3 separate regions of the Mus musculus genome follow, and all the other regions are linked to region 1. Evidence: chromatin contacts called from public Hi-C data. All regions are on one chromosome and are shown on one strand. Each heading gives the region's core, a stretch centred on a gene start, on an enhancer-like site or on the middle of the called end of the contact. The rest is flanking DNA. Distances are from core to core; before and after follow the strand shown. Region 1 holds the start of Ass1 (argininosuccinate synthetase 1). Region 2 overlaps Ncs1 (neuronal calcium sensor 1). Region 3 holds the start of Hmcn2 (hemicentin 2).

Region 1 (2,813 bases), core at 153-2,652:
GAGCAGAGGCTTTTGGGCTTCGGGGCCCAAATTCTGCTATGCTCTGGGCATGCTGTGTGGCCTTGGGAAAGATGCACCCTCTCTCTGTGCATATATTTCATAAAGGTAAGATGGAAAGCTTCTGGGCCAGCCCTAAGAAGCCGAGTCAGCAAATGGGGACCAATGGCCTCAAAGTGGCTCAAAAGTTGCTGGCATGTTCTTTTCATTGACCTCACTAGTCTCCTGTCTGTGAGGAAGGTCCAGAGCTGGTCCAGTGACGCCCGAAGGTCAGCTGTTCTAGTGTCACTTAGCAGAGAGATGCCTCAGGCTGTCCCCTGGACGTCCGTCCCCACCTGGCTCTCTGGAGTTTCTAACCAGCATGGGCTACGTTTAGCTTGGAGGACAGGGCCAGGAGCACAAAAGAATCCTGCAGCTAAAGTTTGTAAATGTGTCTGGCACCTTCTCCCTCCTAGAAGCCCCCACAGCTGCTGTTTCTGACCTTGAACAAAAATCAGGAGACCGAGTAAGGGGCTTGGCTGGACCCCAGAGGGCACCCAGAGTCTCAGGGCAAGGCAGTAGTAAGGAAAGCTGGGTAAAACATGGGCATGGAGCCGTCTGAGGCTTGGAATCTAGGCCTGCCTGGGGGATATGATCTTGCCGTAATCCTGGGTGTTGAGGTTCACTGGGGCAGGGGCTGTCCTGTGTGTTGCAGGGCTCAGGCCAGGCTGGGAAGCCTCTGGCACGGCTTTCTGGCTCATGTGGGCCACAACCCCCGGGTTCACTTTACAAGCCAGCAGCTTCACCTCTGTGAACCTCAACCTTCCCCATCTTCTGATGGCTCAGCAGACAGCCAGGCTTTGATTCACCATTTACTGGGAGCCCACGGCGATCTGGGCAGGTGCCAGGCCAGGACGTTAAAATGGCATCCCCAGCCATCCTTGGCCAACTCGTTTGCATTTTCTTGTGAACCCTTAGCTCTGGCTTGTGGGCTAGCATCAGGGAAAGCAAGAGCCTCTGAGGGGCAGATGCTTCAGTCTTTAAATCGAGTGGGGCTACACAGCCTCTGAACCTAAGCAATTTGCATCTTCACTCCCGCCTTGCAGCGCTTTCAAGGGTTCTTGCAAGACAGCTGCGATCAGCCTTGCTAGTCACGCGGGTTCCAACCTCTGCCGCCCTCCCAGGCGCCACCAGCGGGTCAGGATCAGGGGACCTAAATTGCAAGAGCCCACGCCCGTGCGCCCCCGGGAGGTGGTGCGGGCGCCAAGGGAAGAGGGAGGGGCCAGCGGGAGAGAGCGCGGGGCCACGCCCACCCGCAGGTGGCCTCGAGCCCTGAGAGGCTCGGAGCGGGGGCCGGGCCCGAGGGCGGGGCCTTTCTCGCGCCCGTCCCCACGTGTCCCAGGTTCCTGCCCCCCCCAGGCCCTGTGCTTATAACCCTGGATGCGCGCCTCTCTCAGCCCTGCTCCGCCGTCTGCCACTGCCGCCTGGGCTCACTGGTAAGAAGTTCCGGGCCCTTCTTGGTCCCCACTCTCTATCCAGGGTCTCATGACCAAGGAATCCCAGAGGGAGCGAGCAGCTGCAGGGGGTGGGCTCAGGGCAGCCCCCGAGTGACCGCGCAGTTAGTGGAAGGAAGGAGGCTGATGTCCGGGGCGCTGTGACGCACACGTTCCTCCTGCCTAGGGAACCCATGTAGGAGAACGGGTCCCAAGGTCTCCGGAGCAGGAGGACTATGGAGGTCCCCCTCTGGTTTTTCACGATCCTCTGTGTGCTGCGAAGGCTCCAAGTAGAGTCCCGGAGAGTCCAGAGGGTTGGGGGCTTCCGAATCCCTCTCCCTGGATCAGATTCGCCGATCTATGTTCAGGCTTGTTTCTCAAAGTAAGCAAAAGGTCCAGCCCCTCTTTGCCCTTAGGGGCTTGGGCGTGTGCCTTTCTCCTGAGTGTGACAGTACCCTGCTCTGGTGGACACGCGAACCCTGCCTACCCGTCCCGGGTCCTTCCTAGGCTGTGACTGGTTTCTCTTCTCCGTAGGGTGCAATGCCAGGCTCAGTCTGGGTGGGGCTTCTAGACAGGTTTCCTGCTAGCTGGCTGGCTCTTTGGGAGGAGCCCCTTCGCAGGAAATGTCTGTTTCTGGCTTGTTAACGGCTTGGGCCCTTCTCTGGAAGGCAGGCTAACCGAGAAATCGAGGGAAATCTTCTCCAGGAGAACTAACCGCGCTCTCAGTATTCCCCTCTGTGAAGTGGGTCTGTCAGGCTGTCTGCAAGTGCAGCTGGCAGGAGCAGACCTGCCCTTTCCCCAGGGGTAGAGTAGGAAAACCCTTCCTTTGATCCCTCGCTTTGCGGCTCCTCCACCTGGCAGGTGACCCCTGACGTCAGCCTCCCAGCTCCAGGGCTGCCAGCCTTGTGCCTGGACTCAGAACTCTTGCTGTCCAAGAGTTCAAGTTCAGTGAGCTGTTTTGAGAACTGTGGCCAGGGTCTGCCCACTTGCTCACTGGGTCTGGGATGAAGACCTGAAAAGACAGGGTCCCGTCCCCCCCCCCCCCCCGCAACCCTCCCCAGCCACCTACTCCCCCACTCCTCCACCCCCTCCCCCGCCCCAGACAAGGCTTTCAGAAGGAAGAAGACAGTGGAGAAACCTAAGAGCTGGGCTGGGCAGAGACTGGAATAGCCTCCATTTCAAACTCCCCCTACCCTCTCCCCCTCCCACCATAAACCAGCCAAGTCTGGGAGCATTGGAAGGGCCTCAGGGCTGCCCAAGGAATTCTGACTTTACCCAGTGCCCATGGAGTCCATAAATGAAGGGCAACTTCTGTCCACTACCCACCTCCTCCACGCACATAGT
Region 2 (2,813 bases), core at 110-2,609, 180 kb before region 1:
CTCTTTAGGATTTCCCAGACTCTTGAGTCCCTTTGGGCTCATCCTCACCCTGGGGAGCTTTCCGGGGTGAGCCTCTCAGCTGCAGAGGCAGACCTAAGCTCACAGTTCTTGCTTCTAGTTTGTGTAACCTCTCTGCCCACCATTGAGAGGGGGAAATTGGTTCCCGGATTTTTCTTCTGCTCTGACTCTCCTGTAATCTCCAGCATACTTCTGGGAGACCAAAATCTTCCTTGCTAATGACCTGTGGATGAGCAGCTGTCCCCTGGAGGATTGATGTCCCCCATCAATAGGTGGCTTTGGCTGCCTGTCCATCCCTGTGGTGGGAATGCTTAGCTAGTCCATGCACACTCCCTCTTCCTGGGTAGACCCTTTGCTCATGCTGTGCCCATTGCTAGCCCACCAGATCCCACAGGGAAATTTTCTTTGAGACCTCTTTGGGTCATCTTCCTGCTTGATCCCTGACATGTCCTAGAGAGTAGATGTGGTGTCATAGGTTGAGAGGCCCTCTCTCTGGTCTCTGGAGACTCAGCTGTCCCTCTGTCAGTGGACATTTTTGGTGGCATCAAGACCCAGTGATTCCAAGCTGAGGAGAGGCTCCTCAGCTAAGGTGTTCACTTTTTTCTGTGGGTCCAGGCTTCCTCTCAGGATCTCGGCTTTTTGGTTTGTAGCCTTCAGTGTGGCTTTTGGTCTTCACAGTTTATGTCCTTGGGTCCAAGCCTCGGACTTTGAGACAGCCCTGGGCTGCCTTTTCCTGGCAGGGTGTGGGACACTGTTTTTGTTCAAGGACGCGTGCTGACTGATGTCTGTCTCTCTTTCACCAGCAGTTAGCTGAGGCACACAGCACGCCCAGAATCTGAGGCCAGGCCTCTTCTGTGCAGCCTGAGGACCTCTCCAAGTTCATTTCCACAGAGGCCCCACCCCATCTGATGCTGCTTTCTTTAGGGGTGTGGTCCAGCCAGTGAGGCCAGGCCCCTGGTACCTCGGCAGACCCTCCTTTCTAGGGCCAGGAATGCTGTGACCCCCTCTTCCCAGCATCTGCTGCCCACCTTGTGTCGACGGTGACTTGGGAGCCTATCACGACTTTTCAGTATCTAGCCAGGTTTAAAATAACAAGGCAAATGTATGCAGCATTGACATCTCTTTCTTTAAATGGTCTACAGTTTGACAGGCCATTTCCTAGGAAGCTGTGTTTCCTTTGCACTTTGGGGGACCTTGTCTCTTCTAGGAGATAGTGGGGTGTGCAGTCCCTGGGGATCCCTGGCATCTCTCCTGAGAAAGCCCCCACTGCTGGCCAAGCAGAAAGCCTCCAAGATTCTTTCCAGTGTGTTTCTGCATTTACATGATCTAAAGATGCATGGGGACGCCCCCTGGTGGTGATGAGCCGCAGTGGCACCCGGGGATGCAGTGGTCCAGCCAGAGGTGAGGCTAGAGGTGGGAAGGCCAAGGTGGGGGCTGTGATTTCCGAGGTCCTGGGCCCCCAGCCCTACATATCTGGCAGCATGCCTCCCACCCACACCTCTGCTAGGTCAGCTGGGACTGGCAAGGTAGTTGGCATAAGGGCACAGTGGGAAGCTTTGCCCTCCCAACTTTAATTTTTTAAAAAAATATCTGCAGAATAAATCCAATGGTTAATTTTTGAATGAATAAAAGGCTTTTGTTGAATAAACAGTTGGTCCCATCTTCTGTGTTGGCATTAGGTTCAGGTTTTGTCTGCTTCCTAGGGTGGGGGCCCCACCCAACACCCTTTACCTCTGCATTCCCGGACCAAGTCTCCAGATTCCTTCAGGACGTTGGAGGAGTCACGTTACTCATTGGATCTGTTTCTCCATGCCTCAGAAAGAGGTCAGCCACCTTGCAGGGGTGACAGGCCAGCGTTGTGTGGGTTGGTGCTCCTAGGGGTTCCTACAGCTCCCGACGGATTTTTAGGTGACTTAAAAACCAAATCTAGAGAAGGTGATGTTTTCACTCTGGTTGTTTGCATCCTTCCCTGCTTGTGTTCCCAGCACCCTCGGTGTCTCTTTTTGGGGTGCCGTCCTGTCTATGTCTTGGGGGACATAGGGAGGCCCTCGCCTGGTGGTGCAGGCCAAGGGTGATAGGCTTTGTCGCATGTCCGGGTCTCCTCCCTGCTCCCGATGTATGTCGTCTGTGTCTGGCCGATTAAACATGCTTCCTGGACCTCCCCACCTCCCTGTGTGAGCCTGGTGCTTTGTCTGTTTCTGTGTTTCTGTCTGCTTTAGATTTCTTTCTCCCAGGACAGTCTTGCTCTCGCTTTGGGTGTGGTCTGCTCAGGATACCCCAGAGAAAGCCCATGCAAGGTATCAACTCAGTTTGCTGGGTTAAGAGTCCAGTGGTGATGGGGTTGGAGAGAGCACTGATCTATCTTCTGTCATTCCTGAGTCAATTCCCAGCAACCACATGGTGGCTCACAACCATCTGTAATGGCATCTGACGCCCTCTTCTGGTGTGTCTGAAGACAGTGACAGTGTACTCACATATATAAATAAGTAAATTAAAAAAATAAAAGGGTGCCCTGGTGACCAGGGAGCAGCAGGTGAGCAGGTCACAGGTTCACCCTGTAGCACCCCCTCCTGCATACCCCATCTGCTGGGGTCACCTAGGGGCCACACTGCTGTATATGGGTGGATACATACATACATTCGCCTGAGGCCTGTTGGTCTGAAAGTCAGAGGTCAGAACCTTGTATCTCCTCCTCCCAACAGGGCTAGTCTCCACCCACCTCCCCTCCAGCTGTACCTTCTCCCCATAGTCTCAAACCAGTTAGGTTCTCAGCAGCTGGGGATGGGCCAGAGGAA
Region 3 (2,813 bases), core at 166-2,665, 160 kb before region 1:
TTGGGCTCCCGTGTGTTCCAGGCTCTGGGTCTCCATTGTCTCAGAGCTCAATTGCAGTGGAAGGTCACACACCCAGGCACAGTCCCAGTGATACAGTTTAGTCAGAACTAGGATGAGGACACACAGGGTTGTGGATGCAGAACAGAGTGGTCCCAGCAGCCTCAAAGATGGAGGAACTGAGGCTGGTCCAAAGGAGAAGAGACAGTGTGGAGTGGCTTTGCTCCTGGCTGAGGTGTTTACAGAGGAAGGGTCAAGAGAGTGTCGCCTCTATAGCCCAGAGCTCTCAGCTATGTCCAGGGTTTCTCTGACTTCACCCAGGGTGTTGTACACAGAAAAGACCCTAAGAAATCAAACATGCTTGCCAAAGCTGCCCCCTCCAGTCAAGCAACATCTAATGAGTCACCACCCTGTGGTGGGGTGGACGCTAAGGCACACTCTTCACTCCAAGGGGCTCTTGGTCTGTAAGGACAGAAACCACTGGGAGTGTACCGCCTGGGAGAGTGAAGGGCTGCAACAGAATGGAGGGAAACACCTCTGGCCAGCCCAATGGTGAATGGAGCATTCTGCCCAGCCAATGATGAGTACCCCAACAGCCCAATGGCAGAGAGAGAGCACCCCCAACCTGATTGTGCAGAGGACATCCTCATTTGGCCCACTGGCAGAGGCAGCACCTCCCACCCAGCTGGCAGAGGAACCATCAAAGGATGGTTGAACCCAGCCCAGGCAGCCCCTAACAGGTGCCGCAGCCACTTCATATGCAATCCATGAGTCCGCTTGGACAGGTGACCAGAGGAGTGTGTGCCCAATCCTGTGGAGTCCCCATATGACCTGTAATGATGTCTTACAATACTCAGGGGAGACGGAAGAGCCTGAGGGACTTGGGGTCCTTCTATATTTGGCTTCAGATGCTGCCTACACCATTCAGTAATGGGCTCATCGCCGAGTCTTGCATCAAATACGTTTGGTCTTAGTATCTTCCCCAAGGATTACCGTAAGTTTCCAGACTTTATCTGTGGGATGCCGAGGCCATAGTGAACGCCAGGCTTAGGTTTGTTGATTTTGACAAGAATAATTACAATATTGGGGAGGCTCAGAACCACTGATAGAGGTAGCAGTGAGTGCAAAGCCTGTCTGAGCCAGGCTTGGATTGCTCCTGTGGCCTCTCCGCCCCCGCAGAAGGGCTTGCAGGTGTCCGCGGATTCCCGCACCCTCATCCCTCGCCCTTGGCCGTGGCCCCACCTCCCTCCTGCCTTCTGCCTTGCGTCCTCCTCTAACCTCGGGGCTGGACCAGAGAGCCGAGGGGCTGGGAAAGTTTGAGTCACGCCGCGGGGCGCGGGGGAGGGGTGCGAGAGGCGGGGTGGGCATTAGGGACCGCCTCGGGCTCCCACCAGGGGAACCCCGCCGCGCCCCTGTCCGGTGAACCCGCTAGAGCGAGACTGCACTGCCATCTCTCACTGCGACCTGCGGGTCCCATCAGGGCTGCAGCCTCCGGCTCACCATGACGCCTGGGGCGCAGCTCCTGCCGCTGCTCGTGGCGATCTCTACAGCAGTGGCGGCGGTGGTCACGTCTGACGCGCCCACGAAGACGCTGTCCCCCGCCACAGGAGACGCCACCCTAGCCTTCGTCTTCGATGTCACCGGCTCCATGTGGGATGACCTGATGCAGGTGATCGACGGCGCCTCGCGCATTCTGGAGCGCAGCCTGAGCAGCCGCAGCCGGGTCATCGCCAACTATGCGCTGGTGCCTTTCCACGACCCAGGTAGAGCCCCTCGCCGGCCGTTCTCAAGGTCTCCCCACCGCGCGGCTCTCGAGGTTCCCTCCTTCCCCCCAAGTCCTCGAGGTGTCATGCTTTGGTGTCCTGTCCTCTCCACCCCTCACCCCTGCTGCTCGTCCAGCCTTGCCTGGCGCACAGCAATAAGCAGAACCTTAGCATCTTCTGGCACATTTCCCTTGCCTGGCCACGCCCTCTCCTGCATCCCCAGGTTGGCACTGAGGTTACAAATTTCTAGCAGGCGACCAAAAGCTTCTGAGTCTCACCCTCTCCATTTGTGAAGTGGGAACATGTGTGGGGATGTTGGCAGTAGGTGCCAGGAACCTGTGAGGTTTTTGGTTCTCGATTTTATTTTGCCTGCCTGCCCTTTCTTCCTCCTTCCCTCTCTCTCCCCTTTCTCCTCCTTTCCTTCCCCTTTGTGAGGCAGATCTCCTGTAGCTCAGGCTGGTCTCCCAGTGTTCTGTGTAGTGGAGAATGACTCTGAACTTCTGATCCTCCGGCCTCAGCTTCTAGAGCGCTGGGATCGCAGACCTGCACTAACATAGCCCCTTTATCCGGTGCTGGGGATTGAACCTGGGGCCCATGCACACTAGGCAAGCTCTGTGCCGACTGCCTGTAAGATTTTAGGTGCTGTTTGTTTGTTTGTTTGTTTGTTTGTTTGTTTTAGAGTCCTCTCCCAGCTTGCATGTGAGAAGCCAGGACATGGCTTTCAGGGGGAACTGCAGCCCTTTGTGGAACCCCTGGCTGATAGTAACAGCCTGTTGCCGGTTCCCTTTTGCCTGCCTACTTCAGCAGAGTGAAATTTCCCAGCAAAGCATGGCTCCCTGACACCTGCTGATTCCCCGCTCCCCCCCCCCCCCCCGCAGTCACCCTGTTAGCTCAGGGTTGAATATGCTCCCCGAAGCCTCACCACCAAAAGTCCCCTGCACCCCGGGGAGAGATGTCCCCCACAGCCTCAACCCTAACTACTTTTCTCAACTTTTTTTAAAAATGAAAACATTTCTGCATTACACTGAAGTAGGAGAGAAGCAAGGATCTGAG

Evidence for each region. A called contact is a pair of places that touch in the nucleus more often than the background predicts.
Region 2: a Hi-C map of cortical neurons shows a contact between it and region 1, with 2.9 times the contacts expected there. The contact joins the enhancer-like site here to the promoter of Ass1 in region 1. A contact is called at or near these places in 6 of 39 promoter capture datasets (the 3T3-L1 cell line, 3T3-L1-derived adipocytes, embryonic stem cells and 2 more), 11 of 484 Hi-C or Micro-C datasets (B cells, Th1 cells, cortical neurons and 2 more) and 3 of 115 datasets of contacts at active chromatin or transcription factors (all in embryonic stem cells).
Region 3: a Hi-C map of embryonic stem cells shows a contact between it and region 1, with 1.8 times the contacts expected there. The contact joins the promoter of Hmcn2 here to the promoter of Ass1 in region 1. A contact is called at or near these places in 7 of 39 promoter capture datasets (the 3T3-L1 cell line, 3T3-L1-derived adipocytes, embryonic stem cells and 3 more), 6 of 484 Hi-C or Micro-C datasets (Th1 cells and embryonic stem cells) and 3 of 115 datasets of contacts at active chromatin or transcription factors (all in embryonic stem cells).

Annotation. Positions count from the first base shown.
Region 1 is chr2:31,468,868-31,471,680 of GRCm38.p6, forward strand. It overlaps Ass1 (argininosuccinate synthetase 1), which reads left to right and starts at 1,403. Exons shown (of 16, transcript NM_007494.3): 1 at 1,403-1,472.
Region 2 is chr2:31,293,807-31,296,619 of GRCm38.p6, forward strand. It overlaps Ncs1 (neuronal calcium sensor 1), which reads left to right. Exons shown (of 8, transcript NM_019681.3): 8 at 1-1,666. Among named protein-coding and RNA genes, the nearest start is that of Hmcn2, 19 kb to the right of the region's middle. Within about 2 kb of position 1,360, at least 2 of the 459 cell types and tissues checked have an H3K27ac peak or open chromatin away from gene starts, as enhancers often do. A contact at or near this core is called in cortical neurons, where this site is marked.
Region 3 is chr2:31,312,917-31,315,729 of GRCm38.p6, forward strand. It overlaps Hmcn2 (hemicentin 2), which reads left to right and starts at 1,416. Exons shown (of 98, transcript NM_001370902.1): 1 at 1,416-1,760. The coding sequence starts at 1,499.